Regions from separate parts of the Capra hircus genome. Here region 2 is linked to region 1. A link is a contact called in public Hi-C data. All regions are on one chromosome and are shown on one strand. The core of a region is the stretch at or near the end of the contact, and the rest is flanking DNA. Distances in the headings are between cores, read along the strand shown.

The links. Hi-C and Micro-C count contacts between places; a contact is called where the count stands out from the background.
Region 2: a contact with region 1 is called in a Hi-C map of blood, with 2.6 times the contacts expected there. The contact joins the enhancer-like site here to the promoter of CEP85 in region 1. A contact is called at or near these places in 2 of 5 Hi-C or Micro-C datasets (both in blood).

The regions. Positions count from the first base shown.
Region 1 is chr2:9,078,418-9,084,438 of ARS1.2, forward strand. CEP85 (centrosomal protein of 85 kDa) reads left to right here and starts at 2,674. Exons shown (of 15, transcript XM_005676818.3): 1 at 2,674-2,809. LOC102171110 (hyphal wall protein 1) reads left to right here. Exons shown (of 9, transcript XM_005676819.3): 9 at 1-86.
Region 2 is chr2:9,167,424-9,173,444 of ARS1.2, forward strand. It overlaps AIM1L (absent in melanoma 1-like protein), which reads right to left. Exons shown (of 22, transcript XM_018056341.1): 19 at 5,785-5,908; 20 at 4,284-4,442; 21 at 3,044-3,203; 22 at 2,763-2,947. The coding sequence ends at 2,859. It overlaps LOC108637283 (a long non-coding RNA gene), which reads left to right. Exons shown (of 2, transcript XR_001918921.1): 2 at 1,045-1,418. Among named protein-coding and RNA genes, the nearest start is that of UBXN11, 13 kb to the left of the region's middle. Within about 2 kb of position 2,593, at least 3 of the 5 cell types and tissues checked have an H3K27ac peak or open chromatin away from gene starts, as enhancers often do.

The DNA of each region.
Region 1 (6,021 bases), core at 1,424-3,923:
TTCCAAGGGTAGCTTTGGACTGCTCAATATGGTAAGGTGTAGGCAAAGGTTATGGCCAATAAACAACACAGAACTTTCCTACTTTATTTGACTCCTTTTCTGTTATCAGACCACAAAGCTTCGCGGCTTTATGAGGAATGGTGTATGTGTTTGTGCATGTGTGCACGCGTGTGTGTGTGTGTACATACAGGTGAGAAGTAACTTTGTTCTCCGTGGGTCTCGGTTCTATTTGTAAGATGAAAGAATTTGACCAGATGATCTTTGCTTCAACATGGGGACTCCATGACTCTCATTCTAGCTGAGTTGCTGGGCCATGGCCAACTGGTTCCAAGACTCCTTTCTTCTGCAGAATGAGCAAGAACTATTCAATTTCAGAATTAGGATTTAATGTGTCAAAATAGGGCTTCCCTGGTAGCTCAACTGGTAAAGAATCTGCTGGCAATACAGTAGACCCCAGTTTGATTCCTGGGTCAGGAAGATCCCCTGGAGAAGGGATAGGATACCCACTCCAGTACTCACGGGCTTCCCTGGTGGCTCAGATGGGAAAGAATCTGCCTGCAATGTGGGAGACCTGGGTTGGGATGATCCCCTGGAGGAGGGCATGGCAACCCACTCCAGTATTCTTGCCTGAAGAATTCCACGAACAGAGGAGACTGGCGGGCTACAGTCCATGGGATTGCAGAGAGTCAGACACGACTGAATGACTAAGCACAGCACCGCCGGTATGAATATAATATTATTCTGATCATTATTTCCAGCCTCATTAACTCCCCTTTCCTAACAGAGGGTGGATATAGGCAACAGTGTGCTACGATTTATTCATTCAAAAACAGGTTGGAATCTACTGGGAATTCAACAGCACACAAAACACAGGCTTTGACCCTGCAGAGAGGATAGTTGAAGGCAGGAAGCACCACTGCTTTGTGTGAACCACAAAGCAGGACAGGCTTTAGAGGCGGACAGAGGTGGTACTTTCACAAAATCCCAAGAAGGCCCTATGCCTATTTTGTTGTTTCATTTAAAAAATACTGCTTTTATTTGTATCTATAATCATTTTGAACTGTGGTGTTGGAGAAGACTCTTGAGAGTCCCTTGGACTGCAAGGAGATTCAACCAGTCCATTCTGAAGGAGATCGGTCCTGGGTGTTCTTTGGAAGGAATGATGCTAAAGCTGAAACTCCAGTACTTTGGCCACCTCATGTGAAGAGTTGACTCATTGGAAAAGGCTCTGATGCTGGGAGGGACTAGGGGCAGGAGGAGAAGGGGACGACAGAGGATGAGATGGCTGGATGGCATCACCGACTCGATGGACATTGAGTCTGAGTGAACTCCAGGAGTTGTTGATAGACAGGGAGGCCTGGCGTGCTGCGATTCATGGGGTCGCAGAGTCGGACACGACTGAGAGACTGAACTGAACTGACTGATAATCATTTTAGAAATTAATTTCTTGGGGAAATATGTTGTTACAAGCAACTAAATTAAAAGTCTTTAACATTTCATTTGCAAAATCTTTTCTTATTATTTAATGATTTAACAGCTCCAGAAAAAAAATTAAGTCAAATGATCAATCCATATTTTTTCATGTACATAAAAATCACACACATTAAATTGGTACAATTAATTACATTTCATTGGGAATTTATATTTACTTTATGAGTCTGGAGTAGAGAGAGCTTTTAAATAGCCCTGTTGACAAAGGTATTAACCCTTGCCCACACTTAAAATATATCCAGTCAGGATTTCCCTCGTGGTCCAGTGGCTAAGACTGTGCTCCCAATGCAGGGCTCCACATTTGATCCCTGGTCAGGGAACTAGATCTCATGCTGCAACTCAAGATCCCATGTGCCACAACTAAGCCACCAAATAAATAAATAAAAATATTTTAAAATAACTAAAATAAAATATATCCTAGGGAATTCCTTGGCAGTTCAATGGCTAGGACTTGGGGCTTCTACTGCTGAGGGCTCAGTTCAATCTCTGGTAGGGTAACTAAGATTGGAACTAAGATCCTGCAAGCCACAGGCTGGGGCAAAAAAAAGAAAATATTCCAAAGTATAAGGGGGAAATACCATTGACTATATTATGCTTACATATCTCAAAAAGAAAACAGAATGAAACAAAATAAAGTTAAAAGGAAGCTACTGAACTTAAACTGTGTTGAAAATTGTGACTATTCTCTGAAATTAGCGCCAAAAATCTCCATTAAAATATAAATGAGAGCGGAGGACGTTTGAGTAGGGAGGCAAAATTGATCCCATACCCTTCAATCTGACTCCTGGTCACAGACTGACCATGGCCTGTTATGTAAACCAGATCAAGTCCTGACCCCGACCACAGCCTAACTCCGGGTCACAATGTGACCCCCTGTTTCAGGTGGGAGTACTGATAGGTGGTGAGGAATGGGAGTAGGCTGGGATCCCGGAATGAGCTGCGCCCAGTTTCTCAATCTGCACAGGCCCAAGAAGGCCACTTCAGGGCCCGGTGAGCAGCGCTCCGCCCAGAAGCGAGACCAGCAGAGGGGCTGGGGCGACGGCACAGAGCCGCGACTGGCTCATGCGCAGAGAGATCCGTCCGTTCCCCGCGCCGAGGGCGGCGTGCAAGGGCGGGACACCCGCGCGACCCTACTTCTGATTGGTCGCAGATGGGCAGAAAGGGGCGGGGCCTGGGCGGAGCGCGCGGCGCGCGGCCTGGCGGGTGTGTTAACGGCCGTTAAGCAAGGTGAGGGGGCCGAGCCGCTGTCCGTGGCAGACGCGGTCGCCGCGGTTGGTGTTCCTGAGTGAGGGGTTTTGCTGCCCGCTTTCAAGCCCACGTAAGTCCTCTCTCCCGGGCCTTCATTGGACTGACAAACCCTGTGCCTTCCTTGGAGAGCCCCGGCAGAGCCTCAGGCACTGTCGACCTGCCTCCGTGGGGGGCCGAGGGAGAGCGAAGAGCATGCGCAGAGCGGCTGAGCTGCCCGCCTTGGGTCTCTCACGCCCCGGCTTTCTGAAATAACGCCCCCCGCTTTCATCGCCTTGCTCTCTCCATCCCTCATTCCACAGCAGTTGCGGGACCTCTGTGAGGTACAGTCCCGGTCCCGGTCGCCAGGGCACGGCGGGAGGGAAGTTCCTTGCCCTCTAGGAGCGCGTAGCCCTGGGAGAGGAGACGTCAACCGGGTGGTTGTGCCGGGTGGAGAAGTACGGAGCGCGGAACCCTAGGCACCAACAGGTCTGAGGGGGCGGGGAGCCCTGCCGGAGGAAGCGAAGTCTGAGCCAAGATTTGGAGCATGAATAGAGAAGGAAGGTCGGAGGGACCGAGAGCGCTCGTGAAGGCGCTAGGATGGAGTTTCTGAGCCCGCACGGTTTTGCTTCCCCCTCCACAAGCTATTTAAGTGTCTGGAGACGTTTTGGGTTCTCACAACTCTGGGATTGTTCCTGGCATCCGATGGGTAGATGTCAGGGGTGCTGCTGAACAACCTGCAGGACAGCCCTACATCAAAGACTTACCGACTCCAGTATCAGTAGTACCAAGATTGAGGATCCCTGCTGTAGACAGGGAGGAGCTGGTTCTCTGGATGCACATAAAGTGTGTTGAAGCTTATTTATTCAATAGAGGGTGTTCAGCACATTAAACGGAAGGATCAGAACCCTGTTTGTCGTCTGCACCAGTCTACTTCCACCACATGGCACAGAGCCAGGCAAATAGGCACTCAGTAAATTTTGGTTGATGAATTGAATACTGTGTGCTAGGAAGGGAGGAGTGGTGATACAAGGACGATTAAGATAACCATGCTTCATTTCTTGCCCTTAGGCCTTGTATGTTTTATAATAATCTGATGGTGTGGTGTGTTTCAGGACTCCTTTGTAAAGGCAACATCTTGGCAAGGATTTGGCTTTTCTTTAGATCTGGTTCAGTGAATGATCAAGGCAATGGAAATAGTGTAATGGTGTGAGATTCTTAGTGTGTCTGTGTCCGCTGTCTGTGTATCCCTTCAAATCCTCTCCTGTCTTGATGTGGTTCTCTCAACAGCTGTCAAATGTATTCCACACTAAGATTATAATTCTTCAAAAGAGGAATACTTAACAACAGTCAAAATCTAGTTCTTGGATAGCAACTTGGGAAATAGAGCTTGGGTGGTGACCAGTGGGAAAGTGAAGAAATTATATGAGCTGCCCCAGCTCCTCGGAGAAGGCAATGGCACCCCACTCCAGTACTCTTGCCTGGAAAATCCCATGGACGGAGGAGCCTGGTAGCCTGCAGTCCATGGGGTCGCTAAGAGTCGGACATGACTGAGCGACTTCACTTTTCACTTTTCACTTTCATGCATTGGAGAAGGAAATGGCAGCCCACTCCAGTGTTCTTGCCTGGAGAATCCTAGGGACCGCGGAGCCTGGTGGGCTGCCATCTATGGGGTCGCACAGAGTCGGACACGACTGAAGCAACGCAGCAGCAGCAGCCGCCGCCCCAGCTCCTAAGTGCTTTGGGACTTGCAGTTCTGGCTATGTCTGAGACAGAAACTCCAACTTGTGGTGGCTTAGTAACTACCTCATAGGTTTGATGTGAGTATTAAACATAAGACATGATACTATAGAATCTTTAGCACAGTGCTTGATGGGTATTAAGGACTGGCATACCTCAGATATATTGTGGGTAGGGTTCCAGACCACCAGAATAAATCGAGTCACACAAATTTTTTTGGTTTCTCAGTATTATATGTTATGTTTACACTTTACTGTATTCCCTTAAGTATGCAATAGCATTATGTCTTTTAAAAATGTACATGCCTTAATTAAAAAATACTTTATTGCTAAAAAAATGCTAACCATCATCTGAACCCTCAGTGATTTGTAATCTCTTTACTAATTTGCCAGTAGAGGATTCTGCCTTGATGTTAATGGGTGATGACTGAATGAGGTGATGGTTGCTGAATGTTGGGGTCGCTGTGGCAATTTCTTAAAATAAGACAACAGTGAAGTTTACTACATTGATTGACTTTTCCTTTCACAATTTTTCTATAACATGCAAAGCTGTTTAATGGTATATTCCCCATGGTGGAACTTCTTTCAAAACCAGAGTCAGTCCTCTCAAACCCTGCTACTGCTCTATCAACTAAGTTTATGTAATATTCTAAATCCTTTGTTGTTATTTCGACGGTCTTGACAGCATCTTCACTGAAAGTAGTTCCATCTCAAGAAACTGCTTTCCTCATCCATAAGAAGCACCTCTTCATCTTTTAAAGTTTTATCATGAGATTGCAGTAATTCAGTCACATCTTCAGGCTCCACTTCTAATTTTAGTCCTCTTACTAGTTCTACTACTCCTGCAGTTAAAATAGTAATGTCAAAGTTCACTAATCACAGATCACCATAACGGATGTAATAATGTTGAAAAAGCTTGGAATATTGCAAGAATCACCAAAATGTGACACACAAAGTGAGCAAATGCTTCAGGAAAAAAATGACATCCATAGACTTGCTCGACACCAGGGTTGCCACAGATCTTCAGTTTGTTAAAAAAATAGAATCTGTGAAGCTCAGTAAAGTGAAGTCGCTCAGTCATGTCCGACTCTTTGCGACCTGTAGACTGTAGCCCACCAAGCTCCTTCGTCCATGGGATTCTCCAGGCAAGAATACTGGAGTGGGTTGCCATTTCCTTCTCCAGGGGATCTTCCCGACCCAGGGATCGAACCCAGGTCTCCCACATTGCAGGCAGACGCTTTAACCTCTGCGCCACCAGGGAAGCCCTTAAATATAAGAATACAATCTCTAGAACTTCAGATCCAAGTCAGAGATTTCAAGGGAGGAAAGGAAGCCAGGTTGAAAGAAGGGGGAGGAGGTGGGAGAAGGGGGCGAAAGGGGTGGCCTTACAGACGTCTCCTGCCACCTACAGATATCCAGGCATTATGGGACTTTTCTCTGGGCCTCCAGAGAAGGGAGGACTGGAACTCGGCCCTACCAGAAATCAGACCAGACCAGAACCAGAATTTGAGTTCTCTGCCAAGAGGAGGTGATCAGTCTCCAATCCTCAGCTCAAGCTGAGGGCCCT
Region 2 (6,021 bases), core at 1,343-3,842, 89 kb after region 1:
AACCAAGGCCTCCGGACACCTGGCTCCCAGCCTTCCAGTTCTTCTGGTTGGGGTCAGATTGTTGGGAGGTTTCCCCTGAGCATTGCTGCCTCTGGTACTTGAGGCTGGGGCACCCTGACAGGGTGCCAGCATACTGAGGCCCCCAAAGGGTGTTGTGGAATAACAGGGGATGAAGAGGCTTGGGAAGACAGCCCTGAGTGACAATGGCATCACCCCACAGGGAACCTGGGGAAATGGTCCTGTTAGGAGGGGGGCCGGGAGAGGTTCAAACGGAGCCTGATGGAGATAGCAAGGAACCGCCACCCCGGGTGAGGAGCCTGAGTGTTTGGCAATGCTAAGAAGATAGAAATCTCCCATTCCAGAAACAGCTAGAGTCTCAAGATCAACTGCTATTCCAAGAGGCAGCTTTGGCAGCATTCTCAGTAGAGGAGAAGGGAGCCATCGAGTTCTCCATCGAGAACAGCCTGATCAAGCATTAGGGACACCTTGGTCACCATCAGAAACAGCTTAATCTCCATCAAGGGCAGCTTTAGTTGCAGAGTGATCAGGCTTTGAGAACAGCTTGATCACCATCTGGCCATCTCTTTGGGGGAAAAAGCCACACCCTCCCTACCTCCACCCACCCACACTCTACCAGGTGCTTTCTCTCCAGCTGGTCTCCCGTGACCTCCCCCACGACTATGATGGCTCTTCTTCCCATCCCTAGACGAGGAAACTGCAGTTCAGAGAGGTTAAGGCCCTGGCTGGGCTATCAAGGTCAAGGCCTGGAGCCACAGATTTCCCTATCTCCTGCATGCTGGAGGTACGGGTGGCCTGGTGGACATGAAAGGAAGGTTCCAGGGCACACAGACCGGGGACTGCCTCTGACCCTGCCTCCGTTGTGGCCCGAAGCCGCCAGCCCTCCCCACAGGACGTTGCGGCAGAAGTCACGACCCTCAGGACAGGGAACCGGGGGCTACAGTCTGGGGGTGGGAGAACTGGGTCTCTAAACAACACACCTGAGACTCACCCCTCCCCGGGCTTGCCCCACTTCTTCTCTTGCAGATACAAACCGGAGTCCTGGGAAGCAACCGCACCTTCACCACCTACAAGAAACCCCAAAGTGGCTCCCCAGCCTTCAGCAGCCTGGCCGGTGGCAGCATCCTTTTCTTCTTGACCAATACCCTCATCCAGCTCTTCCACCTCACCTGAGCTGACACGCCCCAGCCCTCATCTCATGCCCCCCCAAGACAGCGGCCATCGTCACTAGCAGGAGAAGCACCCCCAATCCTTGGGAGGTGCTGATGCTAGAGATGAGCAGGTTATAGGAATTGATGGGCAGAGCTTGGGGTGGGGCCCATGGCTGACACAGGGAGGTTCTGACATGGAGGAGGAAGCACCTCCCAGCTGGGGGTCAATAAAGCTGTTGTGTACTTGGAGCAGGGTCCTACGTGTGGTCACTGGACATCACCAGACCTGAAGAGCCAGCACCCAGGGGCTGCCTGTGTCCCCATCAGCAGGAGAGGTGGCACCAGGGAGCTCACACCCCACCTTCCCTGCCCCAAAGCCTGGAAGCTGGGGCCCTACCCATTTGGATCCCCTTGAAAGGACCCAGCCCAGAACCTGCCGTAGTCACCCTCTCTTTAGTTGCATTTGGTCACCGGTGCCTGGGAGTTCAGGAAGGGAGGTCCCAGAGGACCCACATACACCCACCCAGACCTTGGGCATCCACAGTTGCAGAGGCAAGTCCCCCACTCCATTACCTGAGTTTCTTCTGAACAACAGAGTCAGAGAGAACTGCCCGCCCAACCTCTAGCGGTTCCCTCACAGCCAGCCTCCTGTCGTCACGCCTCCAACCACGGGGGCGCTGAGAAAGGTGAAGAGGCCGCTGTCTGTCTCTTTCCCACCTACCCATGGGTTAGGAGGCAGGAAGGACACACAGCTGCTCTAACCACTCGTACCCCTCTTGGAATTGGGATCAACAGAGAGGGAAAGGGACCCTGGAGAAGTCCCCATCTCTGCCTCTTCCTGGAGGATCTCAGCCAAGAGGCCAAGGGTCTGCTAGATTGAAGGACTATGTCCTGCCCTCTCTGAGCCGGGTTAGGGACCAAGACCCCCTGTCCCGGCTTATCTGACTGAGATCAAACCTTTAGGGCCTGAGACCAGGGTTGGGAGAAATTGAGAGGCTCTGGCGAGCAAGGCCCTTTGAGGTGTGGCTCCCACTCGCCTCTCTCGCCCGGCCCACCCTGCCCCCATCACACTGGACTTCCAGGCTTCCACCCCTGAATTTGTCTGCACCCCTCTGCCATCCTCTAGCCCGGCTGACTCCTTCTCATTCTCCACATCGCAGGTGAGGATTCCCTCCTCCGGGCAGCGTTCCATGCCTTGTGCCTCTAAATATAGTTTCAAGTCCTCCCCTGTGCATGCCTCCACTTCCTTTCTTTGCCTGTCACTGAATGTATCACCCTACCCGTTGGAATCCTCCACTGGACTGTGGGTTGCCTGAGCACAGGGACCAAGGCTTGGTTCATGTTCGTGCTCCCATAGCCCGCGCTCCGGGAACACATCATTTCAGGGAGGCGGTGACAAGGTCACACTCTGCAGTCAGTCTGGTCCCAGGGCTCCCTCTGGTGGCAGAGGGAGGCCTTGCATCTGAACGCCCGAACCGGAAGGAGGGAAGAAGCAAGCCCACCTGAGCCTAGGCAAGTCAGAAGGCACGTGAATAAAACCTCACTCCCGCCCCCCACCCCAAATATCAAGGTGCAGTGTCAAGGATACCTGGGAACATAGTATAAAACAGTTTATGTTACAACAAAAAACCCTATAAAAACATGTCATCCCAGGGAGAGCCTCCAGGGCTGGGGGGTGGCAGGGAGGTTTCAAAGCACATGGACAGTCCAGATCTGGGACGCCCTGTCCTTGGCCAGCTCCCACAGCACTGCGTGGTCCCGATCGTAGCCCCGGCCGCCTGCAGGGGATGGGGTAAGAGACGGGGAGATGGTCAGAAAGAGCTGGGGACTCCACTGCCCTCAGGGGCCTTCTCCCACACACATGCCCAACTTACCCTTCACATCTAGGATCCGACCTTCAAACATCTGGCTGCAGATGTGGCCCGACTCACTGATGCTCCATGTCTGGCGGGGCAGGCGGCTCTCAGCCCACAGCACCACCTTGGAGCCTGTGCTGGGGGGGCCTATCACCTGCAGGCTCATGGTGGGGGCCACCTGAGGCCCCCAGGAGATCGTCAGGCACCGGCCCTCCCCCAGGGACTCTGCCAAACCTAAGACAACTTTGATACACCCAGCTTTGAATTTCTGGCTCTCGTGGACTGTGACTCTGGGCAAACGTCTTGATCTTTCTGAGCTCTGTTTTCCTGGGGGGATGGTTGTTGAAAGGGTTCTGGTTCAATGTGAGAAACCATCGAAGAGCTGGGAAAATATGAACTCCTCCAGGAAGACTTCCATGACTGACTCTTGAAACACAGGCTTTAGCAGCAAACATCCACATACTTACTGGCTATGTGATTTTCAGCCAGTTACTAAACTCTGCTCTGGTTTCCTTACCTATAAAATGGGAAGTATAATAGGACCTGCCCTCTAGTGCCCTCTAGGGATTCCATGCGATGTTCACGTGAAGACATCATGATGTTCATAAGGAAGACATCTGCAGGGTGTCCCCTCCACCGCCACTTTCTCAGGAAGGGCTCCCCTTGTCAGAGATACTGGTATTCCCTATTTTCCTTTCTTCATGTATTTTTCCAAGCACTTTTCAACGCCTAGGACTCATTGAAGCCGTTTCTTTCTCTCCCCACTAGGAAGCAAGCTTCAGGAGGGCCAAACACATGGCGGGTGTTCAGGAAAGATTTGCGCAATGAATCTATCATTTCCTTTTGGCCATGCCTCATGACTTGTGGGATCTGATTTCCCAACCAGGTTCAAGCCCGGGTGCCTGGCAGTAAAAGCCCCGAGTCCTAAGCACTGGACCACCAGAGAATTCCCAAATCTGTCATTAATAATAGGACCCAGATCTGTCACAGGTTATCAGAGCTGGGAGGTCCCTTAGAAGCCTCTGGCCCAGCCGCTTTGTTTTGCAGATGAGACAGAGGCCCAGGGAAGAGCCTGAATTGCCCAAGGGTACACAGCCTGCTTTCTCCAGCTCCCCAGGGTCCCGGTGTCTGTATCTCTCTGCCTCTCTGGCCCAAGACTGGCTCCTGTTTCCGACTGAGCACAGGCTGGGACTCCTGAAGGTGGGCTTGTGAGGGTCTGAGGGCCCTGATGTCGCTGTCCCAGCCCCGAAACCAGTACCTGGTTCTTCAGTAGCCCATCCTCGTAGAACCAGATGTTGCTGCCTCCAGCTCGGGGCTCAGAGACCACCACGCGGCCCGCCTTCATGTCTTCCACGTGGTCCGGCACAGTCAGGAATCCCCCCAGTGCCGCATTCCAGAGGCGGAAATAAGCCCGGCGCTGGTGAGTGGGGGGAGTCGAGAGTCAGGGCTCTCTGGGCAGGGAGGCTCCCCCTTGGGCCCCGAGTGCCCTCAACTCTGGACCCTCTAGTAACCCAAGCTCCCAGGCTCTCCCTCCTGCCCCAAACCGACCTGGACCCTGCTTCTAAGTCACCCCTTCTTTCTCACACATATGCCGAGGGCACACTCACGGCACACACCCACACAGCTGTACATCTGTAGAGGTGCACACAGACACACTGGCAGATGGAGCCCAGACCCACGTGGCTGCACAGGACAGCAGACACAGACACATGGACACATGAAGGCGGTACACGCACTCTTTGCTCTCCCTGCTGACTTCACAGCAGGCACTCCGGTTGGCTAAAAGTCTGGAGAGGAGCCACGGCAGGGCGGACACTGGCTTGGCCACAAATCAGCCAGGGGTCTTGGGTGGTGGCGACAGTAATAACCGCGGTCACAGCCAATGTCTGCTGACATCACACACTGCTCTGAGGGCCACACAGCATTATTCAGCTCTCACAACAGGTCGATCGGACATATCAGCCCCAGTTTATAGATGAGGAAAACTGAGGGCCACAGAGGTAAACTGCCCGCAAAGATGGTAGAGCAAAGCCTTGTCCACTTCTCTGGGCCTTTATTTCTGTACAATGTGAGGGCTGGAGATAATCTCCAAGATTTCTTCTAGCAGTGATGGTCTACGAGGGACCGTACAGGTGTCCTCACACGAAGACACATGCTTTCAACAGTGTCACAAGTACAGCCACACGCAGTCACAAACACACTCTCACAGACGTACAGGGCTGCCACAGATCGCCGCCAGAGGACACACGCATACAAATGGCATTGCACACACACACCCTGTGGCCAGGCCTCCACACACATGCCCTCATTGCACATAAATGAGACACAGGTCCAGACATGCATTCACAGACACAGAGAAACACAGGTACAGACACAGCGTTGCAAAGTGAGGCGTGCTCGCTAATGGGTGGTACATGAGATAATTTTCAGGCTTATGTGGATAATAAGCCTTCTTGTTTAAAAAGTAATGGCAATGTGTTTATCAGTGTCTATTAAGGAAAAATCACACATACACATATCAAACCCACGATCTTATGGACATTATACCTTAGGATAAGGATAAAGTTAAAAAAGAAAAAAGTGAGTTGATTTAGAGGAAAATATTAAAGAGATAACGGTTCTAGAGGAATCATAGTAGGACAAAAATTAGGACCAAAGTACATAAACACCGAATTTGGGAAACGTGGGATGCACACAGACAGGCAGACACACAGACAGATGGGGTGACCCAGATGCGCTCAACCCGCCATGCTACCCACCTGCTTGATGGGGTAGAGGGAGCCCACCCGCTGGGTCCCGCTGTATGTCAGCCAGTTGGTGATCTCACAGCTGCCCACCAGCCACTGGCGGCCTCGGAAGTCACTGTGCTCGCAAAGCACCCAGCTGGACCCAGCAAGCGCCAGAGACACAGCGAAGAAGACAGACAGACAGACAGGAAGGAGAGGAGGCACGGCCGTCAGGACAGTCTCCAGCTCCCCTTCCTACAAGCTGGGACT